Regions from separate parts of the Mus musculus genome. Here regions 1 and 3 are each linked to region 2. The links are chromatin contacts, called in public Hi-C and HiChIP or PLAC-seq maps. All regions are on one chromosome and are shown on one strand. Each heading gives the region's core, a stretch centred on a gene start, on an enhancer-like site or on the middle of the called end of the contact. The rest is flanking DNA. Distances are from core to core; before and after follow the strand shown. Region 1 has its middle 24 kb from the start of Gm29012. Region 2 has its middle 55 kb from the start of Gm41925. Region 3 overlaps Gm41925 (a long non-coding RNA gene).

Region 1 (3,133 bases), core at 152-2,651, 86 kb after region 2:
TCTCAGACTGGGAGGTGAGGAGGAGGCATGTCTAACTTCAGTGCTGAGTCACCAAGTTTTACTTCTAGTTCTAGAATAAGTGGCTTGGTAGAACAGCAGATGTTCTAAAGAGACTCGTGTGTTCCTCAATTTAACTATCAGATTACTGAAGCAGTGGATCTCAGTAGTGGGGAAAGAGACCTCTTGTCTCTTATAAAAGAGATCTCATACCGTTGTAACAAGTCAGACCACCTTACAGAGTGAGGCTAAACAGAGATCATAGTGAGTCAGTGGTGGGCAGAGTCACACCTTGACCCGGACTGCTTAGATGTGTGCATCCCCAGACCTCTATCCAAATCCTAATTTAACTTGAGGACCCTAAAAATAGACTGAAGGAGTCAATGGATCTCTTTGCCCCTAGTCCCAGTGTGGTCACATTGAGTTCATCTCCTTTTACTGCTTTCTGCTGCTGGTTTTGTGGTTTTAATTGCTTTTTCAAGGACTGCTGGGTAAATGTGACTTTTGAGGGGGTCTCAGAATCCAAGTTCAGTAGCACAAGTATTGTCTCAGTTGTAGCACAGAAATCCCTTAGGCCTTGGCAACCTTGCACATTTGGTTACCCTTGCTCTGGGGGGAGGGAGGGAGGGAGGGAGGGAGGGAGGGAGGGAGGGAGGGAGGGAGAGAGAGAGAGAGAGAGAGAGAGAGAGAGAGAGAGAGAGAACATTAAGTCAATCCAGTTTGGAAAAGAAAATAGAAGCTGTAAGTCAGCTACTAGGCTGTAAAAAAGCACCCTTATCTTGATAATTGCTCTCTGCTTATTTTTGTTACCCTGTAATCTAGTTCCTGGTTGTAAATCTTATGGAAGGAAAATGGACTGTTGGCTTGCTTAGGGCTGGGCAGGGTGTGCCATTTGGCAGTGCAAACTCAGGGCAGTTGGCTGAGAGAAGAAACTTCAAGCTAGGGTAGGTAAAGACTGCTTCAAGCAGGAGAGGGGCACATCCTAGTTCCAAGTAAAAGGAAGACCTGAGCACAGCAGAAGCTAGTTTGGCCCCTACGTGGCCTGAGAAAGGGAGGCCTCTTTCTAGATCACTTAGGGTACTTGGTGTCTCAGCCTCCCAGGCAAAGCTTCAGTCTCTAAAGACCTTCCTCCTCTCTCTGGCTGGATACTGAATTCCTTTCCCCAACAAGGCACTTTGGGGAATTAATTTCTTAATTTCTACACTATCCTGAAGGGGAGGGAACAAAGACAAAGGGGAAGTAATTAAGGTTAGTTCTTGGTTCTTTTCATGATATTTATTTTTTCTTCCTTCTTTGTCTTCGTTCTCTCCATTCCTTCCTTGCTCAGCCTCTACCATGTCTACTTCCCTTCTTTTCCAGAGCCCCACCATGGTCAAGCCTAAGAGCCACTACTGCCCTCTTGTGTTTCTGTGATGGAAGATCTCATTCCCAGGGCCATCTTCACGTGGGGAAAGAGACAAAGCGAGTCAGACAGTGGAGTATGCAAAAAACTGGGAATACAGTGCGACTTCAAATACTAAAATAGGGATAGCTGAAATCCAGATGGGGTGGCCTGATAGGCACTGGGGAAGCCAAACAGCATGGGCTCAGAGCGGGATTCCCTCTGATCTGTATTCAGTGAACTGGAGAGTGCTAATCCTAGCTCTGGTAAGCACTGAGGACAAGAGCCCTGTCGGGTATGCAGATATTTTAATGCCTAGCCCAGCACTGACTCTGCCTTGATTGAGACCTGATTAGAGTAACAAATACCCAGGAGGTGAGTAAAATACATCTCTGGGTGAGTCTGTCATGATGTTTCTAATGAACATTAACCAAGGGCAGAAGACCCCCTTTGAATATGGCTAATACAGTCTGAGAATTATTAGAGAGCGCCCAGAAAGGTTCAAGTGGGAAATCTAAAAGTTCCAAAAATATTTATTCTGAACTTAGGCCCCTTTGGAGAAAAAGGAGGGATAGTGGCAGGGGAAGAAAGCCTGTGAGTGTAGACATAGACTGGGTTCTCTATCCTCCTCTGCTGTTTATACCACCCCTTCCTGGCCATGACAGTGTGAGCTAGTTTCCTCTCCCAACTCTCTCTCTGCCAAATGGATGGAAACTTTGAAAATGTGAGCCAAATAAATATTTCCTCCTGTAAGTATATGCTCAGGCATTTTGTCAGTGAAACAGAAGTCTGATTATCTCAGAATTATACCACAGTTGCCTAGACTGGCATTGTGTATGTAGTATGTTTTCACCATGTGCTAGATCCAGTTTTAATATTCATTTTACTAGTAACATAACCTTATACCTTATGGGCATCTTTTACAGATGAAGACTGTAAAGCAGAGGGGTGGCTACTCATCCAGGCTGAGTGGCAGAGTCAGAATTCAAACCCAGCTTTTCTGGTGCATGCGCTCTCTCTCTGAGGACCCGTCAGCAAGTGGGTCTCCCAGGTTCAAGTTTCTGAATCTTGTCACAGTGTGAACATCTATCACATTTTGAAAGAGAAAGCTTTGGCAAACTAAGCAGAGTTTATGTGAGCAACACACACTTCACAAATCCTGCCATTTCAGAACCAGAAGATGTTCAGTGTCCACTGTCCAGGTGGACAGACAGAGTTTGCAGACAGACAGCAGCCGCTGCTGGTGTCTTAAGCAACACCTTTGATCTAGAAAAGAAAATGAGACATAATGATTTATACTTGACTACTCAAAATTCTCTGAATGCCTGTAAAATTATAATTACTTAGTGCTCCATTAAATAATTTGTGTATATGTGTGCGTGTGTGTGTACACGTGTGTGTGTGTACACGTGTGTGTGTGTACACGTGTGTGTGTGTGTGTGTGTAACTGGCTGAGTTTTAGCCAATAACAGGATCTAATTCTCAGCTGGTCACAAGCTCCAGCTCATCAGACCACACCCAAATATGGCAGGCACAGAGATGGAAAAAATCATTTCCTTATGTCATGTCCTCTCTCTAAAATTCTACTTGCCCATCATGGGGAATGGAGCACTGTGAAGCTGTTCTGTTTCCTAGAAGCATCAGAATTTATAATTTTTTCTTTGCTGAATAAACTGCTTAATTTGTCAACACCTTTATATAAAAAAATACAATGTATTACAATATACAACAATGTATTTGTCAGCTGTTATAAAA
Region 2 (3,135 bases), core at 507-3,006:
TGGGGGGGGAGGGTATGTGGGACTTTTGGGATAGCATTGGAAATGTAATTGAGGAAAATGCGTAATAAAAAAAAATAATGTAAAAATTTCGTCTTCAGATCTGTTTCCTGAAATATCAGGGTCATAAAATGCCACTCGGATGTTCTTATCAATATGTTGCCCTTATTGTCAGTTACTTCCCAGCTCCTAACTGCCAGAAGATGTTATCAGTGTGTAAACTTTCCTGTCTGGACTTTCCCAGCTCACCTGAGACTTATAGCCATTAACCATAACAATATCAATAAAGTAATTATTATCATCGTAAAAATAATAAGATACAAAATAAGTATTAAATCCTGTTTTCTCAATGACTCCAGAATTTTGTAGCATAAATCTTTGAGCTGAAAATCACTTGTTCATACCTAGAACAGCTCTTTCCTTCGGAACCACCAGTGGTTGCTTTTGTTGTGCATTAGCTAGTTGTGCTTGCAAGATTCCTCACTGTAGAGCAATTTGTAGACCAATTACACCACCTTTGCAATTATTCTCAGCTAGAAAGCTTATACTTCATGGATAAGCAAGGAATGGAAGAAACTTGTTTCCTCTGTAAAAGTCCAGGAATGCAGGAAATCCTGGACAAGTGTGTGCAGGATGCAGGGTGCAGGGTACAGGGAGCAGGGAGCAGGGAGCAGGGAGCAGGGTGCAGGGTGCAGGGTGCAGGGTGCAGGGTGCAGGGTGCAGGGTGCAGGGAGCAGGGTGCAGGGAGCAGGGTGCAGGGAGCAGGGTGCAGGGTGCAGGGAGCAGGGTGCAGGGTGCAGGGTGCAGTGTGCAGGGAGCAGGGTGCAGGGTGCAGGGTGCAGGGTGCAGGGTGCAGGGAGCAGGGTGCAGGGAGCAGGGTGCAGGGTGCAGGGAGCAGGGAGCAGGGTGCAGGGTGCAGGGTGCAGGGAGCAGAGTGCAGGGTGTAGGGTGAGGTGATGGCCCCAAGTCTTCCTTCCATTTTACTTCCACCAAGACCAAGACAAAGCAGCAGCACAGAGACAGCCTTGACCATGCATCTCAGAGCTGAAGCCACGCCCTTTCTATTTCTGACTTTTCACTGGCCTGGTCATCTCCCAGCTTCCTCTGCTGAGTGCTGAAGACAAGTATCCACCGCCTAGCTTCTAGGGGAGAGTTAGGTTAGCCTTCTCCCACTTGTGTCAGATGCCTTGGCAGGTGGCCAGTAGGCCCAGTCATCTAATGAGCCTGGCCTGTGCCTGGGCAGCTGCAGATGTTTAGCCACACACACAGCATGCTCATGATCCGATGGGTTCTATGACCACAACAAACAGAAAAGCAGATAGCTCCAGCTCTGCTGGGACTGATCCTTGGCCAGCCTTCTAATTCTTAGGGAGACAGGTTCAAGGTAGCTAATAAGTAACTTGATCATATTTTTCTTAAAGCAACATGAACCTAACCGGCAGCTTAATTGCATTGCATAAGTGAACAATGTAATCACAAATTGGACCCTTTAAAACTGTCACCTGTCACCAAGAGAAGAATGCTTGGAGTGGAGGCTCTTCCTTTTGTCTGGGTTAATACTGAATCAAAGAGGTTTTTAAAGCAAGGAAGGTGAAAGGAACATGCATTTATCTTTTAGTGTAAAACCCTTAAAGCTCTAGCCTTGCCCGAAGCAACCAGCAGTTCCTCCCCCTCCCTTCTGTGTCCCTGTGTTAGCTTGCAGTGAGCTTCCAAATCCCAGATACTGACTATTGATCGGCATACTTGTTTAATTACCCAGCAGAGTGGGTTCTCCACCAATCAATTTCTCCTCTAAAATGCCAATCCTGCTCCGGAGGGAGGAGGGCCTCAACTGGTCTTTGTTTGCTTTCGAATTCCTGTTCTGAACAGAGTAAGTTCACACACGGGTTAATTTTTAAATTGCTCTCTTCTAACTTCATTGCCTTCTTACTTCACCCTGGATACCCGAGTGGCTCTAGAAATCCTTTTGCCTCTTCTTATTGCTAATTTAGCTTTGTTAAATTGTTTCACAATTAGCTGGCCTGCTCATTTCCCTGATTTCTTCTAGTCAACAACAGAGTTCTTCCCAGTTTGCATCCCAGATTGAAGTCTTTGAGGGCAGACAGGAGAGGCACTACTGATATTTATCCACCCTCATCTCCAGGAGAGAAGGAAGCCACAGCTTCTGTGTGGGTCTCATCACCTGGCTTGCCCCCAGAGCCTTTTTATAGGATCCAGGAAATCTGTGAGTTCAGACCTCTGTATTTTAAGGGCTTTGTGACACAGGAGTTTGTGCTGCACATCTGAGCCCCGTGGACACAGAGGGAGTACAAGATCAGGGCACTGCATTTTTCTGCAGAGAACTGAATGTTGACAATGACATTTCTAGGTCTTTAGAGAAAATCTCACCCTTTGTGTCTAATTCTAATTTTTATCTAATCTATGCTCAAAATGTTAGAGTCACATCAGAGCTGGCAATATGGCAGTCAGCAGAAACAGCATCTGCTCTGAGAGTCATTTCTGTTACTAACATTGACTGTCTGGTTCATAAACTAGTGAGTTACACACACACACACACACACCACCACCACCACCACCACCACCACCACCACCCATAAGCCTGCAGAAGGCCCAGACTGGCTTGATGCTAGTGGGTTCTTGGCTGCATCCTAATACATCAACTTTCATTGTGCTTTGGCTGGGTCTGGCCTGCAGTTTAAGATTAGCTAGAAGAACATTAAGGGGTCCTGTCGACACTCATTCCTGCACCTAAAAAGTCTGCCTGTATTTGGCTATTATGTGTTTTCTTTTCCCGGAATAGAGTATAAAAGTGTCCTTAAAGTCAGGAAAGCATCTCAGAGGCACAACTGCACTCCATTTTTTCCCAGGGTATTAATGGCTCGGGACTTAGCCACTTTGAGCCTCTAAACAGCATGACTCCAGCTGGGAAGCTAACAGGACCTTTCGCGTCTGTGATCTTCTATTTTTCTACTGGGATATTTAATACTATAGCTAAAAATAAACAGACTAATGGAAACTTTTTTCTTTTTTAAATAAGGCCACACATAAATATCAGAAAACTCCCAGGAACTAAAAGCTCCCAGTCTTTCAGTATCTGAGAGAGGAAACCGCAAGACTAACCCTAGAACAGTTTCGGCT
Region 3 (3,367 bases), core at 623-3,122, 66 kb after region 2:
ACATGGAGCTGCCCAAAGGATCACTCCTATTGGCTTCCTAGGGCTGAGGTAACAAACTTCAAGACCTGGGAGCCTGAAACATCATCAGAGTATTCTCCTACAGTTAAAGAGGCTGAAATCTGTGATGAAGAACACCTACTGTCTTTCCCTGGCTTCTGCTGGTTACCAGTGCTTCTGGCTTCTATTACAATCTCCTGAATGCATGGCTTCTCCCTGTGTGTCTTTGTGTATACTGTTCTCTCTCATTTATGGACAGTTATTGTATGTAGGAGCCACTCAAATCCAAAATGGCCCTATCTCAAACCAACAAAGACCCTGTTTCCCATTGAGGTCACATTCTGAGGTTCTGCGTGGACGTGAAGTGCCTGAGAGGTTGCTATTGGTGTGCTATTTCCCTCTACTCTCCCTCCCACCATACCCCACCCCACCCCACCCCACCCCTGTGAACCTTTACTCTGAAAATACGTTCCCTACAAAAGCGCTACAGATGAACATTCTATGCAGAGTCTCAGCCAGACTCCCTGATGGGCAGTTGACATCATAGTCATCATTTCCATGAAAAGGAACTCCATGGATAGCAAGGAACATGGACCTGGAAGCCCCCTTCCTCCCACCCCCCATAAAAGGAAGTATCGGGGCTACTGTGTGGATGGAGAGACCACACACAAGGCTTGAACATTAAACCTGTAGAGTTTGCAAAACTCCCTTTAGTGGCAAGAGGATAGATGGTATTCCAGAATAAACAAGTGACTGGGTCTGTATCTGTTATTTAATTTCTGTAAGCTACACTGAGGAAGCTATTGATGGTAAGGTGTTTCTGCAAAAGCAAAATAAACCAAAACCCTGCTGTCTAGCTGGTCAGCTCAGTGGAAGAGATTGGGCTTAGCACTTATGAAGACCTTGGTTTTACTTTTGGCGTTGCCAGTAACATAAATAATGCTAACAACAGGAGATTTGAAGAAGAAAAGTCCTGCATGCAAGTCTAAAGCAATATAGAGAGCTGAGGGTATTTTCCCTTTGTAAGCTCAGTGATGACACATCACATGTGGCTCAGGGCCATTCAAACGCTATCCTCTAAGCCTGACACATAGGGATAAATCCTAGGAAGGAACCAAATGAGAGTTTCTTTGCCTATAGCAGTGGTTCTCAAACTTCTTAGTGCTACAATCCTTTAATAAAGTTCCATACGTTGTGGTAACCCCAACCATAAAATTATTTTTGCCCTTACTTCATAATTGTAATTGTGCTATTGCTATGGGTCATAATATAAAATATCTGATATGCAACCTATCTGATATATGACTCCTGTGAAAAGCTTGTTGTAGCCCTGAAAGTTGAAAACCATGGCCTATGTTAGAATGAATTGCTGTCCCAGCACTGACACCTGAGGACCAGGAAGTCCTGTGTGAAGTATTGGTGGCCTGAATTTTTATTGAGGCTCTATGACACAGACATGAGTGACATGGTGGACCTCAGTCTTCAGTCCTTATCAACTCTCTATTGACTCAAAGCCATCAACCTCAGTGTTAGTTCTGCTTGCCAAGGCTCACTTGCCCTCAGTGTATCACTCCCAAAGGCATTATCTCTGGTCACACATGTAGGGCAGAAGTCAGGCTTCTTTTAGAGCTAGGCTTAATTTTCTACTTCATTTTCACTATTTCAGATTTTCATTCTCTTATTTATTTTTAAATGAATGTAAGTTTTTAAGTCACTTAGATATTGAATGAATGGGTAAAACTTAAACCACAGCACAACTGACATTTTTCTGTTTGTACATGCACTAAACATGTGAGCAGTTGCAAGCAACCTGGGTTAGAGATGCCAAAAAGTTCCTTTGATCTGTTTAAAGTCATAATAACACATGTTTGTCCCCACACAGTCCTGTTGAGCTTCACAATTCTTTCATCACATTAGAGTGCAATGCTTGCCAGGAAACAATGCTCTCCAAATGTTGAGGCAAAACAAAACACCTCACGGACATATCTGCTCACCTTAGAAGCAAAGGTCTAGCTTTCCTATTGTGAAATAGTAAAAAATAAGAAAAAGCAAGACTCATTTTAAATGCTCTGCTAAGAATCTCCAAATGCTGTAGTGAATATAAATATATAATTATATCAAATTAAGTGAAAATTTGAGCTTTCTGTGCATAGGATAGTGGACCTACAGATATGAATGCACAGAGCATGAAAATGCCAAGATAGCACAATGCTGAGGGGCACTGGCTCCATCAGATGAAGCTGCTGATTCTGCCAGAGTCAAGTAGAAACAAGAGCATGTGAACAGTTAGTGATTTGGGGCGACACAGGGAATGCCTACTCCATGTCATGTCAATGTGTGGTGCCATGTGTACAGCAATATTTGGAAACAAGGTATAATTTACTGACTCCGTGCTGAGACATGTGTCCCCCCAGCCATGGGAGGTGACCCTGCTACCCAGGGTTTTCTGCTCACTCTAGTGAGAAGAAGGAACATACATCTTTTGGGAAGAGACAGGGTTGCCCTGAAACACTTACTTCTAATGTAAGTAGCTCTTCTTCCCTGATTTCAGGTTGAGACCTAATTGATTAAGCTAATCTCAGAAGGTGGTTAGAAATCTTTAACTTTCAAGAGATTTTTTTAGAGTCATTACCATGATATGCTCAGAATAGCCTTATGAGGGTCGTGAATCCCATGAGGAGGGTATCCCTGGGCTTGCAGCAGGGAGGACTATGACTCCATGGCTATACTTGGAGAACTTCAGAGACCTGACTCACGTCTTAGGACTCATCATATTGTTGAAGTTCATCTCACAATACTTAGCTCCCTCTCCCCATCCCACCCCCCCCCCCACACACACACTGCTTTTTAACAAGCAAGAGTTTTCAAATTGTAAGGCATGCTGGCAAGATTTCCATTTTAAGAGGCTTAAATTTTTAATTTTCTTTCCCATCTCATCAGAACATTTAAAAAAGTTTTATGCTGCTTTTTATTATGTCACATTCTGAATACTTCCTGCCACTTAGAATCTGACTCTTCCCCCCAACCCCCCCCCCAAGAGAGCCTGGGCAGGGCCTGATTTTCTAGAACTCAGTAAATAGTGAATCCTGTAGGTAGAGAATAACCCACCAGGCAGAAATGAGTCAAAGCCCCTTCTGCCTCATAAGATGCCAGTAGGTGAAAGAGATAGAAGCTTATGAATTTGGACCCATGGGGACAGTAGCCCAGGGTGCACACAGTTTATCTAGCCTGCCTGGGACCTTAGGGATGTTGTTTAGTTTGTTTCTAAAGCATCCAGTGGCAGTGTCCTCCCCTAGCCTTAGCCTGCTGAATTGAATCAGGATGCGTGTCTTTTGTTCGATGCCCTCACACTAGTGGCATCTGTTTTGTT

What was found. Hi-C and Micro-C count contacts between places; a contact is called where the count stands out from the background. HiChIP or PLAC-seq counts read pairs in DNA pulled down with a chosen protein or histone mark.
Region 1: a contact with region 2 is called in an H3K4me3 HiChIP or PLAC-seq map of intestinal villus epithelium, with 7 read pairs. The contact joins two enhancer-like sites. A contact is called at or near these places in 4 of 484 Hi-C or Micro-C datasets (bone marrow-derived dendritic cells, bone marrow-derived macrophages, liver and 1 more) and 6 of 115 datasets of contacts at active chromatin or transcription factors (hepatocytes, intestinal crypt epithelium, intestinal villus epithelium and 3 more).
Region 3: a contact with region 2 is called in a Hi-C map of liver, with 8 times the contacts expected there. The contact joins two enhancer-like sites. A contact is called at or near these places in 1 of 39 promoter capture datasets (liver), 1 of 15 datasets of contacts at CTCF or cohesin (liver), 6 of 484 Hi-C or Micro-C datasets (bone marrow-derived macrophages and liver) and 7 of 115 datasets of contacts at active chromatin or transcription factors (hepatocytes, intestinal villus epithelium, kidney and 2 more).

The regions. Positions count from the first base shown.
Region 1 is chr1:105,090,964-105,094,096 of GRCm38.p6, reverse strand. No RefSeq gene overlaps it. Among named protein-coding and RNA genes, the nearest start is that of Gm29012, 24 kb to the left of the region's middle. Within about 2 kb of position 1,401, at least 21 of the 459 cell types and tissues checked have an H3K27ac peak or open chromatin away from gene starts, as enhancers often do. A contact at or near this core is called in hepatocytes, intestinal crypt epithelium and intestinal villus epithelium, where this site is marked.
Region 2 is chr1:105,177,627-105,180,761 of GRCm38.p6, reverse strand. No RefSeq gene overlaps it. Among named protein-coding and RNA genes, the nearest start is that of Gm41925, 55 kb to the right of the region's middle. Within about 2 kb of position 1,756, at least 84 of the 459 cell types and tissues checked have an H3K27ac peak or open chromatin away from gene starts, as enhancers often do. A contact at or near this core is called in hepatocytes, intestinal crypt epithelium, intestinal villus epithelium and 1 more, where this site is marked.
Region 3 is chr1:105,111,461-105,114,827 of GRCm38.p6, reverse strand. It overlaps Gm41925 (a long non-coding RNA gene), which reads left to right. Exons shown (of 2, transcript XR_878425.1): 2 at 1-334. Among named protein-coding and RNA genes, the nearest start is that of Gm29012, 3.3 kb to the left of the region's middle. Within about 2 kb of position 1,872, at least 12 of the 459 cell types and tissues checked have an H3K27ac peak or open chromatin away from gene starts, as enhancers often do. A contact at or near this core is called in hepatocytes and liver, where this site is marked.